2 separate regions of the Danio rerio genome follow, and region 1 is linked to region 2. The links are chromatin contacts, called in public Hi-C maps. All regions are on one chromosome and are shown on one strand. Each heading gives the region's core, a stretch centred on a gene start, on an enhancer-like site or on the middle of the called end of the contact. The rest is flanking DNA. Distances are from core to core; before and after follow the strand shown. Region 1 overlaps mybpc3 (myosin binding protein C3). Region 2 holds the start of mybpc3 (myosin binding protein C3).

Region 1 (3,448 bases), core at 74-2,573, 50 kb after region 2:
TTGGGATTCCTTTGTATAATTAGCACTTCTTGCATATATTACCTCTTCTTGTTTAATCACTGAATGCCTACTCAATTGTAGGTCACTTTGGACAAAAGTGTCTGCTAAATGTACATATAAATGATAAGATATGTCTTTATAAACCATGTCAACATTGTAACACCCAGGTCATACCCATGATTTGCGTTCTTGTGAATCGCCCAAACCAGTACACTAACAAGTTATTGTGGTATTAGCCAAAAGTTGAGCGTCTTGCTGAAAATGTTCTCCCCTTCTGGCCTCATTATGTACTGGCTGATTCTGTCTAATTTACTGTCGCTGACTATTTATTTAAATCTAGCGGGCTTGGTGTTTTGTATTGCCTCTGGCTTGCTTGGCTTGAGACTAGCAGAGCTGTACATCGATTAAGTTGCTCTTCAGTGTTTCTCCTTTAAGCAGTGACATTTACATTACACTAAACTGAACTTTAACTGTGACAACTGAACTGAAGTTAAGCTGCTTTGACACAATTTAAATTGTAAAAAGCACAATAGGAATATAGATGAATTGAATTGTTGCAGATCAGATGCAGGTACTCATGATTCTTTCAGACCAATCAATGATCTCCAGTGGTGTAAATAACAAATTACAAACACTCAAATTTCTGTAATTTACTAAGTATTTTAAAAAATGTGTGCTTTTACTTTCCGTGAAGCACATTTTTAGGGCTATATCTGGATTTTTACACCACTATTTTCCATCAAACTGCAGTCACTACTTTATATGTTCTTGTCTATGGGGATTGGCTAAAGTAGAACAATCAGTCCTGTGATCCAATGAAATTGCACATAGAAACTAAATCGCATCATCCAGAACAATCTCAAGACATGGGCGCTTAATAAATGCAGCAAACCATTTGGAAGCATTAAAAGTGTCCAAGAACATGTCCTAAATCGTCACACGCAATGACCCAGACACTGTTTAGACTGGATGACTGTTGTATAATGTCTGAAATAGCCTTAAACAATCACTAAATGCACTAAAGAATTTTACGTTTTCACAAATGTGCACAAATTACATGTAAACACAACAGACTTTCACAGTGCAATACTCACTACTTTTTTAAAAGGGCTACTTTTTACTCATAGTTTGAGTAATATTTCCAACAGATACTTTTACTCTACCTGGACTACATTTACTTGAGTAGGATTTTTTTTTTGTACTCTTTCCACCACTGGTGTTTACACGTCACATTTAACGATACTGCTTGCTTGGACCTTCAAATGAAGTCGTACAAAATAAGTGGCACTGTACACAGTGGCACACTCCCCAAAAGTGAGCCATTCCAAGCCATCCATTGCAGTGGAATAAATAAAGTGGCAATAAATACCAATGTTTAAGTGTGAGGGGATTAGAGATATACTTAAACATTTCTATTTTATACAAGTGCAAACTCATTTGAATTGCTCAGAATTTTTAGTGAGAAAAAGCGCAGACACTGGACAAGGATGAAGCTTTTGTAGTGTGCATGTGCATTCTATCAAGTGGACTGAGTTCAAAGCATACTTTGGGCTTTAGAAAGCACTGCTCCCTATGCCAAACACATTTAATAGTCAAACTCACCGTGAGAATCTGAGATAAAGAGAGAGTTTGCAAGCCTGCCATTGTCTATCTAAAGCAGCTAAGCTTGTGATCACTGTAATTGAGTAATGTATGTACACTATTCATCAGTGGCACAGCATTGCAGGGACACCACGAGTTTATGGGCTCTCTTGTGACATACAGTTGGCCAGTGGCACTGAACACTGGTCCAGGGGAACAGCATCCAGAACATCCAGTGCCCAAAGCTCCAAAATGACCCTTGCCGCGGAGCCCACTAGGGCACCTGTGCCCCCTTCGACGCAGGCATGCTGTAATCTTAGCCCATGGCCTTGCCCTGATTTAAGTGCTGTCATTATAGTGCTCTCTTTACCCCTTTGTACTTTCGAGCCACTAAGGTTAGCAGCTAAATAAAAAGCAGCCGGTTTGGGTTTCACCTCACATTGTTACTAGAGCCAGTCTATTCCTCTCGCTGTGTCCACAGCAGCAGGCAGGAAGACACCGAATTATCAGGTTTCACAGGACAATCTCAATCAGAAACCGGAGATGCTCTGCTGCTAAATATAAGAGCACTTTAGGCTGCAGGCCTCCGGGCCACATTCATGCAGCCCATTTACCTGCTTCTGGATCTACTGCTTCTACAGCCACCGTAATCACACAGCGGCTTAATACATGTGCTAAGCGATCCTGCAACGTTTTCCTCATTGTCTATAACAATAGACAGAATGGTTTTAGAGTGGTATATTCAGACATCTGAGAGCCACATGACAATGTTTCAGATTAGCAAGGATAATTGGTGACATACAGTTGTAGCCACATACTGTTTCACAATGAATGTGTGTGTGCTTTTTTTACATCTAATGATTTAAGTGTGAAGAAAAAAATCTGAGGGAATGTTTTTACTTAAATGCAATTCCTTGATGTTCAGACATTTATTTTGTACACATTTGATCAAGCACAATGGCCGTTTTTAATTAGAGATGTTTTAAAACCAGCTAAAACGAAATGCAGAATGCTCAATTCTACCATCATTACACAATATTCAAATAAAATCAATAAGTACAATTAGAACACTCTGACAAAATAATATATTTTAAATAAATTACCATCCAAAAGGTTTAGCTAGTAAGATTTTGTCGTAACTTATGTGAAACAATATTTTGTAATAGTATTAGTTTAATGTATTATAAGTAGTAATGCTTACGTTAAAGCATTCTTGTTGTATTAAATATTAAAATACCATTTTTAATAAAAAAACTGACTCAAAGATCAAGCTCGGAATTATTCATACCTCTGGCAAATTCTAACTTAAAGCATTAATTCAAATGTAAATCCAAGCTGAGAAATATTTTATTTCAACAATGAGGCCTCTTGTACATCGTCTTATTATATTTTGGGAGAAGCCTGTGTCATCTCCAGTCCAAAAAACAAACAACAAAAAACTTGCTGGTTGAATTAAAGCTACTTTAATCATTTGAATTCACAATTTTGACTGGAGAGCCTTTACTGCATATATTCAGTGCTCAGCATATATAAGTAGACCGATCACAAATCTATCTTTTAAATTCATATTTTTAATAGGAAGGCTAAAATATTATATTGGTGCATAAACATTAGATTAATCAGTACTGAAGCCAAATCTGGAGCTTATCTTACAATAACTTTCAATAATGGTAAAAGAAAACTAGTACATCCAAATTTATGTTATAGAAAAATATTAAATACAAGTTTAAAAAAGGGAAAAAGTCAAAAGAAGCAAAAACATTATAGTTGAAATTATGTAGGTTGTATATATATATATATATATATATATATATATATATATATATATATATATATATATATTTTTTTTTTTTTTTTTTTTGCAATA
Region 2 (3,134 bases), core at 36-2,535:
GAGTTCAGACAATGCTAGTTGAGTGTGCACTAGACAAGCACCATTATCATTAAACTCTTGACAGAAAGGTCAAGCTATGAATGCTTGACTGATGGCATGAGGAAAGGGTCAGCCCTAGTGTGGAACTAAACATGTCATGTTGTCTTTTTATTACAGTAGCTGTCTGTATCTCTGAGCCCATCCAGTTTAAACTTTCCAATTGGCTTGCTATGCATATAATAATTGGTCAAGGGTGTTTAGTGTGTTTTAAATCAACAATAACAACAGAGATGAAAAATCCAAGTAGCTACATGTAAAGTGCATGTATATTGTCTTTATCTGCTAACAACAGAACTCGGCTAAAAATTTTAAGTTTAAAACATTCTTTTAAAGTTCCCATTTTTCCCATTTCTTAATGTTCTTTTAACATTCAAAATGTCCAGTTTTTAGATGATATTTTACCATTAATATTTGGTTAGAATAAAGCTGTTTAAAATGTTTTCATAGTTTAAGTCTCATGTTATAATAATGTTTTCAGAACATTATTTAAAATGTTATTAGCACATTTTATACATACAGTAAATTTTCTATGAACATTTCCCTAACATGAGTAAGTTCTAAAAACACCTGTCCTTTTTTGACTATGTTTTGTAATTTTTGTTGGTTATGATAATTCAGAACAATTTCATACTGTTTCAGTCTCGTGTTATATTATTGTTCTTGAACATTCCATTCAAATGATATTAATGTTTTTGGAACAATCTTGTAACGTTGATAAAAAGCGTTCCAAGAACATTAGTATCATTTGACGTTAAATAATGTTGAAATAACGTTAAAATAACGTTAAAAAACTTTACATATGTACTGTACTAACATTTACTCAACTTTTAAGCAATCTTCCCTGTTCATTGCAAGATTTAAAACAGAATACAATTCTATAGATATACATGCTGAAGTATCCTAGAAATTCCAAACAACAACAACAACAACAACAACAACAACAACAACAACAACAACAACAACAACAACAACAACAACAACAACAACAACAACAACAACAACAACAACAACAACAACTTAAGTATAGTTGCTTTGTTGCAGTCATACTCTAATTTTACCCTCATCTAGCCCTGCTTTCTTATCCTGCTTCAGCTTCTTGAGTTCTGTCATCCAGTGGAGGTGATGGACAGTGGGCTCAGTGACAGATCATCGGGGTGGGCAGGATGATTTGGGGCATGTTCCATGGGACATTTGGGGGTGGGGGTGTGGGGTGTCTATTAAAAGAGAAGTGGTGCTGTTGGTGTCCACAATGCCTGTTTGTTGGAACCCAATAGGGACACTCAACCAGGATGCCAGAGCCAACTAAAAAAATAGGTATGCCAGTGTTTATTTTGTAGATTCTATCTGACAAACACATGTATAATAGATTGGTTTTGTATTGTTGGTTGAGTAAATAGTAACATTTCTGTTCTAAACTCTGACCTTATCACAACTTTAAAAGCACTTTTCAATTTGTACTTTATTTTTATACGACTTCAGCTCCTGTGTCTTTGGTTTTTGGTGTAATAATAAGAAATACTAATTTAATATATAGGTAAAAATTAGCAGTATCAGTTTGATCTATGAGTATTTTCATAACATTGTCTGGATGTTCCTTTACACTGTACTACATTCTGCAGCTGTTGTTTCTAAGCCAACTGTATATATGAAGCATCTGTGCATTGTTTTTCTCGCACAAATTGCACTGTAAACAAAGAAACATATTAACAACAGACCTGTTGCATATTTTACATTTAGCAACTAAAGTAAACAGCTAATTTTGTGTGATTACAAGCCACTAACATTAAATCAAACCCTATTCTTAGCACTTTATTTTACAGTCCTGTTTTGCATATAAACATTACATACTGCATACTTATACTAGTTATTACAAAACTGGGTACTATAACTCGGCACTATTTCTAAACCTACCCCTGATTCCATGGTACCTTGCATGACCCACTAATTTACGTACCTTTAAGTACACAGTAAGACATATACTGTAAATTATAGTGCAACCTTATATCTAATATGTAATTAATATTATTAGGTGTTTAATTGTAACATGCAACTACTTAAACTGAAAGTATCCTTAGTATAAACTGCTAAATCGTATCTAAGCTTACGTGATAGAATAATGGCCGTGGGCTGAAGGGCTTTTTTCCAAAAGTGCAGAGAAAATAACCCTGCCTACGCAGGAATTAAAAGATTGCAATAATGTGATGCCACCTGTTTCGTGACAGCCGACTGTGGCGATATTCGCTAAGACCAAGAGCATGCTAACAATGCTGTTGCATCACTTTTCGGCATTAAGCAATGAAGTTTAGTGGTAGTAACCAAATCCATGTAGTCATTTTAGCTTCACACTTTCTCTTCCCTATTGGTGGATTTCAGAGGCTCTAAACCAGCGGTTCTAAACCAGGGGCCAAATAGAGGGCCTCTGCAAGCTTCCAGAGGAACCCCAAGAAGTCTAAAAATGATTTAAAACCAATGAAGTCACCATGACATACTTGTTTATTTTCATGGCTACCAAAATACCAGTGGTTCATATACCATCATATAGGGTATATATGAACAAAGCAGGTCCAATAAGTTGAGAATGATTGCTATAGTCTAGACTTAAGGCATCTTTACACCTCTCAAAGATAGTTTAATTTGATTTAACAGATGGCAGATTTTGTTTTAAATACTCTTGAGTGTTAGACACACCAGGATGTCAATATTTGGACGCCAACCATCAGCATCTAATGTAACCTTTGTGACGGACATAAACATGTCACCTTCATGAGAAAGTTTCCCATCCCATTGACGATCTCCACTGACCGCTGGCTGACACGTTATGACTGTGAAAATTATTACCTTTCATGCCTCCAGTTCAAAGCATATTTACCACATATTCATCATTAGTTGACTGTCACTGCTTGCATCTATCCAGACATTAGTAGTGTGGAACAAAGGCAATGTAGATACCAGCGGTTCTGAAATGGCAAAAGAGTGACCAGTGCTTGATAACAACAACAAAAATAGATCCTAGCTAATCCATCTAGCAGCTACCTGTGGCTGTGTCGACGTGGACCGCAGTTCTCAATGGAGAGCACATGCACTCTATTTTTAAG

What was found. Hi-C and Micro-C count contacts between places; a contact is called where the count stands out from the background.
Region 1: a Hi-C map of embryo shows a contact between it and region 2, with 5 times the contacts expected there. The contact joins the enhancer-like site here to the promoter of mybpc3 in region 2. A contact is called at or near these places in 3 of 18 Hi-C or Micro-C datasets (caudal fin, embryo and an unstated tissue).

The regions. Positions count from the first base shown.
Region 1 is chr7:31,933,843-31,937,290 of GRCz12tu, forward strand. All of the region lies in intron 28 of mybpc3 (myosin binding protein C3), which reads left to right. Among named protein-coding and RNA genes, the nearest start is that of lin7c, 33 kb to the right of the region's middle. Within about 2 kb of position 1,324, at least 5 of the 62 cell types and tissues checked have an H3K27ac peak or open chromatin away from gene starts, as enhancers often do.
Region 2 is chr7:31,884,019-31,887,152 of GRCz12tu, forward strand. mybpc3 (myosin binding protein C3) reads left to right here and starts at 1,286. Exons shown (of 33, transcript NM_001044349.2): 1 at 1,286-1,353. The coding sequence starts at 1,329.